Regions from separate parts of the Mus musculus genome. Here region 2 is linked to region 1. A link is a contact called in public promoter capture Hi-C data. All regions are on one chromosome and are shown on one strand. The core of a region is the stretch at or near the end of the contact, and the rest is flanking DNA. Distances in the headings are between cores, read along the strand shown.

Region 1 (2,856 bases), core at 184-2,683:
CGGAGGCAGAGGCAGGCGGATTTCTGAGTTTGAGGCCAGCCTGGTCTACAAAGTGAGTTCCAGGATAGCCAGGGCTACACAGAGAAACTCTGTCTCGAAAAACAAAAAACAAAAAGCTTCTCATAATTACTTATCAATGGCATAGAGTGGCAGCATTCACCTCTCCCTCCTTCGGTGCCCTTTACGTGATTGACCTATTGGTTGTTTTGAACAAGAAAAAATTAACCCAGGAGGTGCACAATTTGAAAGAGAATTTACTTGCTAATAATGAAGTGGGCAGGGAGAAAGCAAATGGGCAAAGGCTGAATAAAAAGGGGGCAAAGACATCTCAAGCACTAAGGTTGGTAGCAGATCATTGTACGGGCTTGAACACTGATGAATCCAGACTTGTTTTGCACCTTTGTTCCTTTGGCTATGGGCCAACCAGAGCAGAACCATATGTACATCTAAGCAGACCACAATCTGAACACGAATCGGAGGTCAGAAGCACATTATATCCACTTGGGAAAACAGGTTGAGCAGCTGATAATGCACTTCACAGTCAATTTGGTTCAAGTTCGTAACCCCATCCCTTTAAAAACGGGGCGATTTCATTCCACTGTGAAAGTTATAATACTTACAATAGAGGGCTTTCTATATTTTCCAAATGGGAAAAGCCTTGATTGCTCTCTATTTTAGCTGTTTTTCATGTCCAACACCTTAAACCGGTTCTGGAAATTCCCCCACCAGTCTACTCTACCTCTACCTTCCTCAACAGCCATGTTCTTTAGCTTTTCGATTTTTTAAACCTTCAACCTTTCGGTATTAGTCCAATCAAAGTTTGCCTTCTTGAACCCGTTCCTCACGTTCGCATCAGGCAACCTTCGGAGAACTAAGTTACCAACCTTGACCTCGACAGCGCCCCGTAATTCTACTATCCCACCACTCTTCTATGCCTCCTTAGAGTTCCGCCCCGTCTCATTCTCGCTCCCCCCACCCCCGCCCCCAGCCGTGAATCGCTTGCGCCTGCGCATCTCCAATTCAGGCGCTTTCCCTTTCCTGACGACCAATCCACTTCCCGCCTCCGGTCCTTGGAACACTCCTCCCCTCTGCTGGGGCCCTGATTGGAGGTGCTGGAAGCGGTTGTCCTATTCATTGCCTGTACATAAAAATTTACAGATAGGAGAATTTCAACGAATATCTGAAGGAGAAGCACATCCTCGAGATTAGGTATAGATTGATCACTTCTTAACCCAGACGAGGGATTGAACACATAGCGAGGGACCGGAGACGAAGGTCCATTTGGACTAGGCAGTCGTGCGGGCAGCCTTTTCCTTTTCCCTCTGCGCTCCGCCCCGCCCCCCTAGCAGCCCGGCCGCGTTGGTGAGTGGCGGGCGGGCGGGCCGACGGGCGGAGGGAGGAGGGGAGCGGAGGGAAGGCGGGCCCTCGTCTGCGAGAGCGGCGGGGGGAGGGGAGGGGAGCCCGAGCGCTGGAGTTGGTGCTGGGAAACCCGGGGCTAATGTTGACAACAGGCACTAGGTGAGTTCCGGGGATCCTCCTTCCCCCTCCACTCCGACGATAGGGACGAGCTGGTGCGGAGGGCTACCGGTCCGGACTCCTGCTCCCCGAGGGACCCGAGAGGCGACTCCGCACTCCAGCTCTCCGGGGGCGGCGAGCAGTGGAGGGACGAGCGGATCGGACGTCGTCCTCCTCAGACCCCTCTCCCGGAGGCTCCGGTCAATGTGGGGGGGATGTCTCGGCCCGGCCGAGGCCGGCGTGAGGGGCGATAGAAGAGGTGTCTGCCCCGCATGCCTGGGCCCAGCGTCGGGGCTGGAGGCGGAGGAGCCTGCCGTGGAGGGGGAAGGTGTTCGGGGGCGTGGAAGAGTGCGAGGAGAGGCTTGGGGCGAGCTCGGCGGTCCGGAGGGAAGCGTGGACGAGGGAGCGGGGAAGATGTGGAGTAGGCAGTCGAGCTGGAGAGGCTGCAGTCTGAGGGAGTGTGGGATGAGAAGTTAGGCTTGGGGCTTAGATGTCCCCACGGAATAGGAGTTGTGGACGGGAAGTGTGTCAATGGTGGGACCCTGAGACCCAGCGGGGGTTTGTGGGAGATTTGTGGGTGATGCGTGTGCAGGGGAAGAGGCTTGGAGCGGACCTGCGGATGGGGGGCAACGGGGCTGTTCGGGTTTACTTCCTTTTAATCAGGTAGGATGGTTGACTGTTCGACTCGAACTCAAGGCTTTCATTACTTCCCTTACAAGCAAGTACTGTTGAACTAAAGAGAAGCCTAGCAGAGGCTGCTTACAGGTTTGGGGGTACGCATGGAAGCGAATAGCCTTGCTCTTAGAAAACCTTAAATGTACCGATTGACACATTAGATGAAAATAAGACTGTTACTGACCCTTCTCATTTGTCATAGTTTTTAGGGGTTCATAAAAGTCGTACAGATCGTCAGGAAAGCCACTTTTGAGCTGTGGTGAAATCTCTGAAAAAATTTGAATAAGTCTCGTACATATATAAGGATTTTGTAAAAGAATAAACTCAGAAACCGGAAGATATCTCTGTGCTGTTCTACCTTTAGAACATTTTGAGTTCAAAACACAGACTTGAAAGGTAAACCAGCATTCTCTTACTCTGTAGTGTTTTCAGAGCAGTCTGATTGTGATTTCATACATAGACCATATGGTACTTAGCAAACTTATAGCTGTATTAGGGGACACCTCCGTTCTCTGTCCTCTCTCCAGGACACTGCATTAGAGTCTGTCTTACTAGTAAAACAGTTTTTACTTTCTTTTGGAAGTTTAGAATGTACTTAGAAAGGCAACTAAAATAATACAGACCAAGTGCCGGGAGCGGTATTTTGGGAGCTAGAAAGGTGGTTTT
Region 2 (2,743 bases), core at 175-2,674, 3.9 Mb after region 1:
GCAAGGTCCGAAAGAGACTTCGGGTGCACCCCAGGGCAGTGTAAGAGGTGTTCCCATTCCACCCTCCAGGGCAGAGAGCTTGGCTTTAGAGGGTTACTGGAACTGAAGGCGTCATCCCCTCTTCATTTCTTTACCCCATAATATTTCCCACTTATTCAAAACTTGGATTCCCGACAAGCCCTTTCTTAAAAGTTCCAAGTAACTTCTTCTATTCTACTGTGGAGAAAAGCCATCAATATCTACCTTGAAGCCAGTGGAGTGCGGGGAGAGGGAAGGTGCGTTCTTTTTACAATACAACCCTTGAAGAAGACAAAATTTATTTAGAAATGTGCCCTGCGGGCTTGGGTTTGGAGCTTCTCCTGACACCCCCCCCCCTTTTACATCTGATCTTTGACTGAAATCAAGGCTGAATTTCTAAATACAAATTACGAAGATACCTTTTTTTTAAAAACGAGTCTTCCCTCCCTTCTGAGTTCACCCTGCACCCCTTGGTCCCACGTTTATGAGGGCGGCCCAGTCTTAGAATATCGATTTTTTTACTTTCACTCTTTGACCAACCCATCTCTCCTGGGCCAATCAAGCTGCCAGCATCTCTTCCAGCTCACGGCGCTCTCAAAACCTTTTAATTATTTAGTTGCTGTCTAACATTCACCGGAAACCATTCCATAAACAAGCAGAGAAGACCGCACACACATTTTTGCTAAAAGGCCCGGGATTAAGATCTAGAATGAGAGTTTAAAAGGGAAAAATACTATTGCTGTATCACTCATGAGTTGTATAAGGCATCAGTCAGCCAGTCCCTAGTTCACAGCTTCGAGAAAAGTCTCGAGTAAGCATATCTCTTTGGTCCCGGGCACCGAGATGTAGATGATAATAATAATAATTTTTTTAATGCGCAAAAGAAATCCTTCTGGAGACAAGAAAGAAAGCTGCTGACGCCAAGAACTGAACATGTTAGTCTATACGGCTTAGAACGTATTTTTAAAGACTGAAAAAGAATATACTTCTGAAAAGGATGGCTTCCCTAGTAGGGGCGCCTCTCTAATAGATGTAGTAGTGGGGATGGAGAGGATTATTCGTCTTAATTCAATCACCAGAGGAGCTAGACTGGATGCAAAGACACTCCCCTCCCTTGGAAAAACAAAATATCTAATAGGCCCCTCCAGGTCTGAGGTAGTTTAGGGTTGGCAGAGAGGGGTAGGGGGCCTGAGGCTAGGCGCCCCGGGCACTGGATCCAGCCTGTAGGGGGTATTTAACATGTAATTCCCAGCCGGTCCGCCCCTGTTCCCGGACTGACAGTGGGTAATTGGGAAAGAGGACGTTGCTCTTTTGATGGCCCGCGCCGGCCAGTCTCGCCGACGCCACACTGGGTTTGACGTCACGGGCCGGCCCCAGAGTCAGAAACACAGAGCAGGGGAGGGGGAGGGAAAAAGAGAGGAGGGGGATACCGGAGAGGGAGGGCCGAGGTCGGCTCCGAGACCCACCGGGAAGAAGGGGGAAGGGATCGAGTCCGGAGAGGCTGCGGCGCGTGGCCTGAGGCGGAGAGCTGGACTCCGGGGGTCTGGGCCAGGACAGGCGCCGGTCTGACCCGCCTTGCTCGCAAATGCAGGCCGGGCTTCCTCTTCCCTTGGCGGGTGGTGGGGGAGGGGAGGGGGCTTGAGGCCGGAGGGAAAGGTGGTCCCAATCCTTCAGTTCCAGAGAGCTACAAAGCTGATCCGGGCCTCGTTAAGGGACGTCTGGGTGCCCCCTTAAAGACCTGGGGTGCCACCACCACCACAACCCCAAGGCACACCGGGTCTGGCTCGGTGTACCGCATTCCCCTTCTTCCCCTGGAGCATCTGGCGGAGCTGGGGGAAAGGCAAGAGAAAGCCATCAAGGAGAATGCTGTTGCCGCTGCTGCCTGGAGTCTTTGGCTCCTGCAGTTCATGAGGCCTCTCTCTATAGGGTAAGGGGCTGACGAACGCTACGGTTCCCTGGGGACTCAGCATCTGGAGCGGAGCAGGCAAAGGCTCAGCTAGAACCGGGATCTGGGGCTGTTGTACTTGGATAGCCGGAGTCAATTTGGCCTATCTGAAAACCCAGGCCTTGAGGCTGCTGCTGGAGGCGTCAAGTTGAGCAGGGTATGTGTGCCCTCTTGGGGAAAGGGTAAGAAATGGATCTGACTTACTCTATGCGTGGAGTAAGCTGAGACACCCCTCACCCCCCTACACACACACACACACACACACACACACACACACACACACTTGCCCATCCTCAGGTCCCTCCCACTCGCCTTCACTAGGGCGACCCCATCCCTCTAGAAGTAGACACAACCGGTCCCCTTCAGAATTTGGAAGCCCTGATTGAAAAAAAAGGTTTAGCGAGTGATTGGGCCTCATCACTTGGGGCCATGGACCCAGAAGGTAGAAATCCACCCAGAGTCAACAACCCGAACCTGACTCCGAGAGAGACCAGGCGAGCTCCGCGGGGCCGAGATGCGAAAAGATGCTACTTTGGGGGTCGCGGGGGTGGGGGGGTTGTTGAGCGCAGCCCTCCAGAGAGTGACCTGCAAAGCCAAACCCCGGGGGTCGAAGTACTATAGTTACTAATCCTGGGCAGGGGTAGAAAGCGTGCCTCGGAATGCCTAGGGCTGTCATTTGAGCGTGTTTACTTAGGGACTTTGCACGCCGAGCGCAAGCGGAATAGTAGGATTCTCCTAGAGGCAGCAAATGTTTGCAGGCTGGAAAACGAAGCGGAGCGG

The links. Promoter capture Hi-C pulls out the DNA fragments that hold promoters and counts their contacts.
Region 2: a contact with region 1 is called in a promoter capture Hi-C map of pre-B cells, with 2.3 times the contacts expected there. The contact joins the promoter of 4930412O13Rik here to the promoter of Upf2 in region 1. A contact is called at or near these places in 3 of 39 promoter capture datasets (cranial neural crest, maxillary cranial neural crest and pre-B cells), 2 of 484 Hi-C or Micro-C datasets (embryonic stem cells and muscle stem cells) and 1 of 9 other capture datasets (adipose tissue).

What each region holds. Positions count from the first base shown.
Region 1 is chr2:5,950,036-5,952,891 of GRCm38.p6, forward strand. Upf2 (UPF2 regulator of nonsense transcripts homolog (yeast)) reads left to right here and starts at 1,434. Exons shown (of 22, transcript NM_001081132.1): 1 at 1,434-1,518.
Region 2 is chr2:9,879,822-9,882,564 of GRCm38.p6, forward strand. 4930412O13Rik (RIKEN cDNA 4930412O13 gene) reads left to right here and starts at 1,425. Exons shown (of 5, transcript NR_024257.1): 1 at 1,425-1,858; 2 at 1,945-2,120; 3 at 2,722-2,743. It also overlaps a transcript of Gata3 not described here.